Linked DNA regions of Pan troglodytes: region 1 is linked to region 2. A link is a contact called in public Hi-C data. All regions are on one chromosome and are shown on one strand. Each heading gives the region's core, a stretch centred on a gene start, on an enhancer-like site or on the middle of the called end of the contact. The rest is flanking DNA. Distances are from core to core; before and after follow the strand shown. Region 1 holds the start of EML6 (EMAP like 6). Region 2 has its middle 44 kb from the start of CLHC1.

The links. Hi-C and Micro-C count contacts between places; a contact is called where the count stands out from the background.
Region 1: a Hi-C map of stem cell-derived neural progenitor cells shows a contact between it and region 2, with 4 times the contacts expected there. The contact joins the promoter of EML6 here to the enhancer-like site in region 2. A contact is called at or near these places in 1 of 7 Hi-C or Micro-C datasets (stem cell-derived neural progenitor cells), 1 of 1 datasets of contacts at active chromatin or transcription factors (stem cell-derived excitatory neurons) and 1 of 1 other capture datasets (stem cell-derived neural stem cells).

What each region holds. Positions count from the first base shown.
Region 1 is chr12:67,923,837-67,929,085 of NHGRI_mPanTro3-v2.0_pri, reverse strand. It overlaps EML6 (EMAP like 6), which reads left to right and starts at 2,106. Exons shown (of 42, transcript XM_063789079.1): 1 at 2,106-2,419; 2 at 3,188-3,309.
Region 2 is chr12:67,476,556-67,482,058 of NHGRI_mPanTro3-v2.0_pri, reverse strand. No RefSeq gene overlaps it. Among named protein-coding and RNA genes, the nearest start is that of CLHC1, 44 kb to the right of the region's middle. Within about 2 kb of position 1,743, at least 9 of the 24 cell types and tissues checked have an H3K27ac peak or open chromatin away from gene starts, as enhancers often do. A contact at or near this core is called in stem cell-derived neural progenitor cells, where this site is marked.

The sequences.
Region 1 (5,249 bases), core at 857-3,356, 450 kb before region 2:
AAGATAATTTAGGAAATGAATATGTTCTATCCATTTCTATTTAAGAGACTTCTTTTCAATACATTTGTGTTTGCTACACCCTTTCTTTTCATCTTGCTCAGTTTGGATAGGGGCAGCTATTTCTAGATCATGTATCTATTCTGATATATTTTATATAAGTTATTGTTTACATCCTTCCCACTTTATCTAGGAATGAACTGATCTTCTCAGAGCTAAACTATGTACATTTTCTCTGGAAAGTGTCTCTTCCTTTCTAGACCACTGCCACTATCTCTAACGCAGCCTCAAGCACTACCCCAGACTTCTAATACCTCATGCTTTGATTACTGCTTTCATTGCTATTCCCTTATTTTTATTCAAAAAATCAATGACTCCATTATTTTAAGGATACAGCGCAAACCCCTATGCTGAGCTCCATCTACAATCTAACCTTTCATGTGTCCTCTTGATCTTATATGAATTCTCCCTTGCACCAAACTGGGTATTCTCTTTAGTGTTCTCTAAATCCACTTTTCTGCATCTACACTTTTGTTTATTCCCTAAATGCATGTAGAACGCTCTTTCAATTTATCTTTACTTATCTCAATTCTATCTATATTTCCTAGTTCCTCCATGAAACTTTTCCTGATGTATTTTATCTGGAAAAACTCTTCCTCTTCTGAATTCTTATATAGAACTTACTGGCCAGGCACAGTGGCTCATGCCTGTAATCCCAGCAATTTGGGAAGCCGAGGCGGGCAGAACACCTGAGGTCAGGAGTTGGAGACCAGCCTGGCCAACAGGGCGAAACCCTGTCTCTACTAAAAATACAAAAATTAGCTGGGTGTGGTGGTGCGTATCTGTAATCCCAGCTACACAGGAGGCTGAGGCAGGAGAATCGTTTGAACCCAGGAGGCGGAGGTTGCAGTGAGCCAAGATCACGATATTCTAACCTGGGCAACAGCCTGTTTTGTCTCAAAACAAAACAAAACAAAACAAAAAGAACAACAAAAACTTACTGTCTTTATATAATTCATTTGGCACTGTTTTATGGCACGACATCATTGATCAACTATATTTTTGCTTCTATCTCAAACCTTTCTCAGGCCGTGTTTTTGTTTTTGGTAGTGTTCTTGTTGCCTAGCACAGTGCCATCTCACTTATTTGTTGATTCTGTTTCCTTAAAAACAAAGATGAGACCAATTCAAATCCTCTTCATTACTGCGGGCAGCAACAAATCATCCAAACTCTGGCACTTCCAGTTCTTTCGAGGTTTCCTACCAGGTCGGAGGATTGTCTTAAAACTTGAGGGAGATGAACTGAGTAAGCGATTACACTCAAAGCATGGGAGGGAAAGGACGTTCCAAACGTCCAATCCATCATCCTTTTGCAGCCTCTTAGTCACTGAGATTTTGAAATCTCTTTCCAAAGACTAGCTATGGCCCTAAATTGGAAATAGGCTACTTGAGAACACAGTGGATTCATAGTTCATCTCGGGCAGTTTTAGGAGAAATGCCACCAGCTTCTGCGTTTGAAGGCCAAGGTTAGCTGTTCATGGCGTGAGCACCTTCCTGCTTCCAAACTCTGGTTCTCTGTAAATACCCAAGTCCTCTAATTTAGGACGCAGGTCATGGGAAGACGCTGGTTCTTAGGGCAGAAGTGAGCTCACATTCCCAGCATTTTTCTTAAACTTGGCAGAACTGCACTTTAACAAATTAAAATCCATGTGAATGAAAAGGAAAACTTAAGTAGGAAACAAACTTAAGCTTGAGTCAGTTACAGCATGGTGAGGATGTCGGTTACAGCATGGTGAGGATGTCGGTTACAGCAACTCTCAGAGACCGATGAAGGAGAAATTCCAGTGGTGGGCTGGGAGACCGTCTCCATTCCAACTCCACTGCTTTTCTCTACAGAGACCCACGCACGCCAGCTCCCGCCTCAGTCACAAGGGAACGCCCGCGTGGGCAGGCAGTCGCCCTTGGTGAGCCGCGATCTCCTCACCCCGAGAGCCGCAGGCTCCGCTGACGCCGGTACAGGTCTCGCTGCGACTCCCTCTGGGCGCGCGGAATCCTGGGACTTATGGTCCGTTCCGCGCGCTGTCCGCCCTAACCGGCGCAGAGAGGACTACACTTCCCAGGATGCGTCGGGGGAAGAGGCCACAGGGACCAGGAGAGGGAGGGGGCGGCCCCAGTCCTCCGGGGCGTCGCTGTTTCCAAGCGGCGAGATCTCGCCTAGTAACCGTTAGCTGAGGTTCACTAGCGCGGCGTTGTGGCCCCGCCCCCGGAGCCCCGGCTGGAGGAAGAACCTGTCTCCCGCGGCGCCTCAGTGACGAAGTCCATCCCCGGGTGCGGGAGGCGGGGAGGGGAGGGCAGGCAGAGGATTTCGCTCGCTCGCCCGCGCGGGATCCGGGACGCGCCGGTGGCGTCCGCTGGCAGCAGAGGTTAGAGGCAGAGAGCGCGCGGATGCTCCGCGGGCGAGGCTGGTTCGAGAGTGGGAGGAGTGCGGGGCGCCGCCAGGGCGGCAGTGCGCGCGGGCCGAACAGTCCTGAGGGCGGGCATCCCTCGCGCAGCGCGCCGACCCCCGGGACGTGTGCGTCTGTGGGGGGTTGCTGTCCCCCGGGTCCCTCGGGCGACCCCGCTCCACGCTGGGCTCAGGGCAGGACCCGGGATTCCGTGGGACCCGGTGTTTAGCGCAGAGGTTTGTGAGAAGTACACGATTTTTGCCACTTGTTATTTAATTTCTCCTCGACCCGGAGCGTTTGTAGGTAGCGCACTCCCTCCGACTGCACTAGTGCCTCGTTTCTTCCGAGTAAGACAATCTTTCATGATGCGTATTGGAGTTGCTGATCAATGAGAGCTGCTAAGTTCTTTATGGCTTTCTCGGTGAATAGAAGGTTCACGGAGGATATGATTATTAAACACACAAATGAAAACTAATTGGAGCATCTAAAAAATGACCATTGCATATTCGCCCTCGCTTATTAGGGAAACAGCAAGCGTTCCTTCAAATCGCATCAGCAACTGCCAGGCAGCAGCATTTACGCATATTTCATATCATTAAGGAGATGGAACTGGAGAGAGAAAGCGGGAGTAGGGGACAATTTTTAAAAATACCCAACTTGGTTTAGTTTGGGGATAATTTTCTTGGATTGGGTGACTTATGCGAAAAATCTGTTTCTTTCTTCCTCGCTCTCGCTTCCTGGATATAGACTGTCAATTTCGGATCCAAAGACGGCGATGGCAGAGCTCACCCGGGTTGCCTGTCAAATCAAGGCTATCGCAGAATAAATCCCGCCGCCTGCCGCGAAGCCCCGGCGCACCGCAAACTTCAGTGAGCGAACTGGGTGATCGCTGTTGGGATATGCAGATTCCTGATGTAAAAGGCGGGGTGGCCCCCCCGAGAGCCTCTCCCGGGGGCCGGAGCCCGCAGGTGCAGTAAGGCGCGCGCGCCGGTGCCGGCGCCCCCAGAGCCGCCTTGCCCGGGTAGAGGGAGCCCGGCGCCCGGCGGGGTCTGGCGGCCGCACACCGGCGGCGGCGGCTTGTCTGCGGCGGCTGCAGCGGATGATGGTGGCGGCCGGCCCGCTGGGCTGTGCCTGTGTGTCGCCGCGGAAATCAGCGCCCTGCGCCGCGCGCTGAGCCCCTGCAGGTCCGCCGCAGCCCCAGCCTCGGCGAGGACGGCCCCGGCGCGCGGGGGGGCGGGGGGCGCGCGGGGTCGGCTTATCATGGCGGATCGGACGGCGCCCCGCTGCCAGCTCCGGCTGGAGTGGGTGTACGGGTACCGGGGTCACCAGTGCCGCAACAACCTGTACTACACGGCAGGCAAGGAGGTGGTCTACTTTGTGGCTGGGGTCGGGGTGGTTTACAACACCCGCGAGCACAGCCAAAAATTCTTCCTGGGACACAACGACGACATTATCAGGTAAGGGGGTGGCCAGGGGCGGCGGGGAGGGGTTGCGTGTGGAGGCTGGGAAGGTGGGAAGCGGTTGACCTGGGGTCGGATCCGGGAGCCCCGTGGAATAGAGGATTCTCTCTGGAGCCGCATGGAATTACTGAAGGGCTGCTGATTCTAGGGCCAGGGCAGAAACAGTGTGGGGAGTGTAGGTGAGGAGGGAGAGATGTCTTTTCGCTGTATCCCTCCGGAATTCTGGCTTTTAAATCTCCAAGGAGTTGAGTGTTCTGATGCTTTCTTGCTGTTCTTTCCTGCTACAAGTGGAAGGAGCCTGGGTAACTATGAAACACTTCTTCCTTCCCTAACCAGGTGCACGGTAGGACCAATAGCCTGAAGTGGGAGCATCATCTTTGGGAGGCTCCTCAGTGGGTTTCTCAGTAAGCAAGAGGATTAAAAAAGATCTAAAAGAAATTTTACTACTGGTAATTTGGAATCTTCATCTCAGATGCTTTGGACCTGGGAAATTTCTGCAGTGGGTGGGGAGTTTGTTCTCTAATATTTCACTTGGCAGTGTTTTAATGCCCAAAGCATATTTATACACTAAATGGATGCTTCCACAACATCATTGAGGTTATTAAAGGCTGGCAGCTGCTGGATCACAAAATCCTACCAGCCAACCCACACAATAACCAACATCTGCTAGCGGATGGCCCGAGACTGACTGACAGGAGAGCTCATTTGGATGAATGGCCATTTTAGGGGCCCTCCCGATTAAATTGAAAGGGGTTATATTGTGATTCTTGGCCCTATCCTCTCATCTTTGGACCAGACACATTTTCCTCCAGCCCTTGTCAGCTTTTATGTGAGCAAACAAGGTATGGGCCAGATGCTGTTCACAGGGAATCCTTTTCAGCCTTCAGCAGTTAAGGAAGATTTTCGTCATATGGGAGCCTCAGCCCACAGGGAAAATGACTTGCTGAGGATGGACTACAACTGACAGAGACCATATTTATACCTTCCAAACTTGTGTGTTTCATTGATGTAGAACAACTACCATTACATTCTCAGAATATTGCCACTTTTGCTCTAAGTTTGTCTTTCACAATGAAATAAATGAAGTGATGTCATGTCCATGCTCCTAATTTCTCAGTGCAGAGAATGATTTCAAAGATCAGCTTTTTTTTTTTGCTTCCTAATGATGTGCTTATATTCCAGAGCCTTTTTTTTTCTGAGACGTAAAGTTGAAAAATTGTTACAGAAGGCAAGCACTTAATATTCAAACTACAGATTTTTAAAAATCTTGACTTTTTTTGAAGATGGGAGCGCTAATGTTCTCAAGATTTAGTGGAACTAGCATGTAAAACTTTTTTCATGTCACGTAT
Region 2 (5,503 bases), core at 494-2,993:
ACAGAACCTGCCCTTCCTCAACCAATCAGTCAGATATAGGTACAGCCAGTTCTTAAAGACCTTTAAAGAGCACTCCAAACCCACCCTCAGAACTGTCACCCCTTATAAAGTTCATAAACCTTAACTATCAAAAACATCTCCCTGCAATAATTTAAAGTTTTAACTTAAATTAAATTCCTGTGTGAATTTCTTTTTGTTGTCTTAAGCAGAAGTAGAAAACATGTATAAGGTTCTCTGTTCAGTAATCCTTTATGGTTCATCTTTAATATTTCTTCAAGGTTAATGATCCCATTTCCCACTAGCTTTCTGGCAAAAGGTCATGTTTTCAATCCTATCATCTCTGTAGCTTTCTGTAATAAAGCTTGGTTTGAATGTCAGTCAGTTTAATAGCTATGCCAATTTCTCACCTAATAGAGCCAAGTCTCTATCATCCTCTTTGACAAATGGCACAAGTGGATGCAATAACAAGTCACATTCTAAAGCCACTGAGGGCACTTTGGTTCCCACCCTTCCAGGCAAGCATTTCCACAGCCTGGGCTCCTAACTGAAGATATAAAGGGATCAAGGGAAGAAGAAAGGTTAAACCTAGGAACACGGAAGCCAATGTGCCCCCAGAGAACAGAAGAGGCGGTCTGCAGAGTTCAGAAGGCAGGCAGCTCATGCTTGAAGGTGATAGCCTTCTGCCTACAAGAGAAATCTGAGCACATCAGTTACTTCTGTCTTACCAAGAATCCCTGAGATACTGAGATTTCTGAGTTGAAAGTGAGATAAGGCCTGTTTTGTTTTGTTTGTTTGTTTCCATGTACATAGCTCAAGATGTTTTCTGGGCCGGGTGCAGTGGCTCACTCCTGTAATCCCAGCACTTTGGGAGGCTGAGGCGGGTGGATCATGAGGTCAGGAGATTGAGACCATCCTGGCCAACATGGTGAAACCCCGCCTTTACTAAAAATACAAAAATTAGCAGGGTGCGGTGGCACGTGCCTATAATTCCAGCTACTCAAGAGGCTGAGGCAAGAGAATCGCTTGAACCAGGGAGTCGGAGGTTGTGTGAGCCCAGATGGCGCTACTGCACTCCAGCCTGGTGACAGAGTGAGACTCCATCTCAAAAAAAAAAAAAAAAAAAAGATGCTTTCTGGATCTGCAATGATAAGTAGTGATTTATGTTGGAGAAAGAAATAAGGGAGGTCCAGGCCCTTACTTTACTATCTCTGACCCTGTTTACAGAAGATCCACCCAGTAACTATGACATTTAACTGTGGAGTGGTAGAGTTTTTATACTCATGAGGAAAACTCACACTAGTGGCGCCAAACCACTGGGCGTGGCCTAACACAATTTCTGATAGCCAGGGGAGCTGGGGTGGGGGAGGGTGATTACTGGCATCTAGTGTCCTGCATCTACAAGGCCACAGGACAACCTCACATAACAAAGAATTATCCCGTCCAAACTGTCAATAGTGCTGAGGTTGAGAAACCCTGACTTACAAATAATTCTCTGTCCTCCTAAATGTATTCACCTACTCAGGAATCATCAGGCCTTGTTTCTCCTCCTCTAGACACTCAGCTGACCTGGGAAAATTACAAGCTGCTTGACCAACAAGCTCATTATTTTGTTTTTGATGGAGACAGAGCTGAGGAACAAAGACAACAAATAAAACCCCAACTGTGGGGTGAAAGAAGACTTAACCTTGGCTCACAGGCTCCCTTCAAAAGCTAAGTGGTATGTGGAGATCCGTGAGCTGGCAGTTCTGGTCAGAAAATAATAAAGTCTCAGAATTACTTCCTAGGCTAGGGTCTCTTCAGAGGCATACACAGATGCCTCTTGCTTTCACCTCTGTACTAATCTCATTGCCCCACTTTGAATCAAGGCTTGAAGACTGTGCAAGCAGAATAACCAGGCACTCTCTTCAGTTAGTTCTGAAACCATCTCAATGATTTTGGGAGAATACACTCCCCACAATCTGGCAACAAGTTGTCTGGCTTGGGTTATTTCTAAGTCTACATTTCTTAGTTTCCTGAAGAATACACTGGGCATGCCAAAAGGTTTCAAAGCTACAGTTACGGCATCAGCAACAACTCTTCAACTAGCCTGTGCTTCAGCCCAAAGCAGCACAAACAGAAAAGTCAGCCAAGCCACGAGGGGCCTGGTCAAGCGTCTAACAGTGTAGGATTGCTGCATAAAGAGCAGGATCCTACTACAATACAGCCTTTGAAGTGCCTTGAAAATAAATGCTATGTTTAGAAAACAAAGTCCTCTCTCCAGGCCTGGACTCACCCCACTCACCCCACCCTCATCCCTATTTCACTGAAAAGCTAAATATGAAAAAGTGCTTGGATGTTTACATATTTTCATATAGAGTAAATTTTCCTTAAAGGGCCATCTTCTTAAGAATACAAATCCTCCAAGAATGGTCCTTGAGCTGCTCAAGCTTTCCAACCAGAAAATATGACTATATTGAAAAATATGACTAGAAACAATAGGACCAGCCTCACTTCTTCCCCATAAAAACAATTCCAATCACTGAAGGTCTTGCTGGCATCTCTGCTGCCATCTACTGAGTCAAACTGGCACATATTCTAGTAAATCCTAACCAAGAAAGGTCATTGTTCTGTATATGTTTCCATTTTAACTCTTACCATGTTGTATTACCGTTGTTTGTATATAACTTTACTTCTAGATTGCAAGTACCCATGAGATACATAGGATGTCTTATTCATCTTTTAGTAGCTAATCAGGAAATGGTTGTTGGATTAAGTAATTTTGAGTGTTGCACAGGGCTTCTCCAAAAAGATCATCTCAAGAATTTTCTTTAGGACTCCTCTAAAACCCAGAAACTACCATAATTATATCAAACAGAAGAGAGCAACTAGTTTATTTTTTAAGGCTTTCAGAGTAGCTCCTTCTACAACTTTCTTTATTGACCCAATACCAGCCTTCACAATCTCCACCATCAGCAAATTATTCTGTCTCAAATAAAAATGGTTTATTATTTAGTTCTATGGCTCATGTGGCTTAGAGTTTGTTGTATCCTTAAGGTGAGGGCTTTTGGACACTCAAAGGCAGAACTGTGATTATATGTTTGTTTTTTTCTTCCCAAATTGAATAACCCCATTCCTTCAACTTTTCTTTCTACATCTTCCCGATCTATACATGCTCAAAATTAGTAACAGTTTTCTTAATGTGAAGCCTCAAACTAGTTTTGATACTCTATTTAGCATTTGAGCAAAGATGATTTCAACAAGTGTTTGTGGTGCCTGCTATTATCCCTATCAATGGGACACTTTGCATTAGGCAAACCTAACATTTACCAGGCAGATAAATTAGGAGTTGGTGATTCATCTCACAGAGCATTCCCAGGAAAATTTCTTCAAAATAACCATTTCGGTCCTATTTCATTTAGAAAATATTCATTTTATAAGCAATTTTTCATGGATTACAAATCATAGAATGAGAGTAGCTGTAATCTTATTGATGTCTAATTTATGTGTCACTTGGGTTTAAGATATGCACCTTTTTCTGGTATCTGCTACTGGTGTTATGAGCTCTTCAAGACCTCTTGTTCCTTAGAGAAAGAGTTAGCATGAAAATCATCTCTTAGAAAATATTATCATGTTCATTTGACACCTGAAAAAGCATACCCAGAGGGTAGAAGAAACTTGGAGACTGTTTATACACACAAATAGCATAAAGGACTTTTCCCCATCTCTAGGGGACCAACCTGGGCAAAGGAATAGAAGGAATAGCCTTGGCAATTATTCTCCCTGTCCCTGCACCCTCAAGAAAACAGGGAGAGTCACATTCTCGGATGCCAAGATTAATACCTATCTTTGGTTTCTTAGCAAGCAGGCTCTCTGCACTGCAATCTGGAAGGCCACTGGAATCTCTCTGCCAATGTTTTTCGCATTCTCATTATTGATCCTAGTAGCAGCACAAACCTGTTTCTGGATGTTGTGTTCAGAAGCTGATCAACATTAAGTACTCACCTCAAGGAGGCTGGCCAAAAACAGCCTGCAGACTTTTCAAGCTGACTTTTCACACTGTTTGCTCTTTGGGTTGGTCAGGGCCTGCAATCAAAACTCATCATCATTAATTCATAAACGCCTAACTCTTTAAGCAATTTGGCAAAAATCTTTTGACAATTCAGTCCCACTGCTGGGGGCTGCTTCCAAAATGTACATTTTCAAAGTGTGTGAGCAGGCTGGACATGGTGGCTCACGCCTGTAATCCCAGCACTTTGGGAGGCCAAGGCGGGCAGATCACCTGAGGTCAGGAGTTTGAGACCAGTCTGGCCAACATGGTGAAACCCCATCTCTACTAAAAATACAAAAATTAGCCAGGCGTGGTGGGGGGCGCCTGTAATCTCAGCTACTTGGGAGGCTGAGGCAGGAGAATCACTTGAACCCAGAAGGCGGAGGTTGCAGTGAGCCAAGATCGCACCACTGCCCTCCAGCCTGAGTGACAGAGGAAGACTCCGTCTCAAACAACAACAACAACAATATAGTCAAAATGTGTGAGCGGTATGAGGCAAAGGAAGAGTTCCAGGAGAAAATGGATGGGAATGTGTTGTCACACATTCTGATCTGTGTACAACCAAAGTGGTAGAAGGGTGACATGCCCTTCCTGTTAAGCACAAACCCACCTAAAGCTCACTCTATTTATGACAGTATTTTTATTATCTGACCTAATAAAACAAGATAACAGAATTTAACCCATACAACTGTTCCTTGAGTGGAAAAGATGGATCCTTCTCAGTGTGGCCCTAACACATTAATACACATGAAAGCTTAAAGGTAGAGTTTGCACCCAGTGGAGAGCTAAAAATGCTTGGTGGTGATTATTGCTGCAGTTTAATATATGACATGATAATGGAGACCCCCCACAGCCACAGTGGAATTTCCACTAAAGAGCTAACTGGATAGAGGCAAGGATCCATGTAGGCAAATCTTCAAAATGTAATTTTATAGCCTCTATTTTAAAACTGCAATACTGCTTCTTAACCAAGCTTATGGCATACAGTTGGGGAAGAATACTATAGATTAATTCTTTAGAGTGGGGTCGGGGGAAGTCAAAATTGCTTAAGGACTCCGTACCTTTTCCTCTTTCTATACACAAATTACGTCTGTGTTATCTTCCATGTTCCTCTGCATTAGAAATCAAAATGGCCTCCATACTGGATTGGCTTCCACATAGTAGCTCTACCCTTTATCCTCCCTTGTGTTACATCAGTAAATTGGGTATTCCGCAGTAGGCTTTTCCAAATGAGAAAATATGGTAATTCTTTTTTTTTTTTTTTTTTTTTTTTAGTCAGAGTCTCGCTCTGTCACGCAGGCTGCAGTGCAGTGGCACAATCTCAGCTCACTGCAAGCTCCACCTCCTGGGTTCACACCATTCTCCTGCCTCAGCCTCCCGAACAGCTGGGACTACAGGCGCCCGCCACCATGCCCGGCTAATTTTTTGTATTTTTAGTAGAGATGGGGTTTCACCGTGTTAGCCAGGATGGTCTCG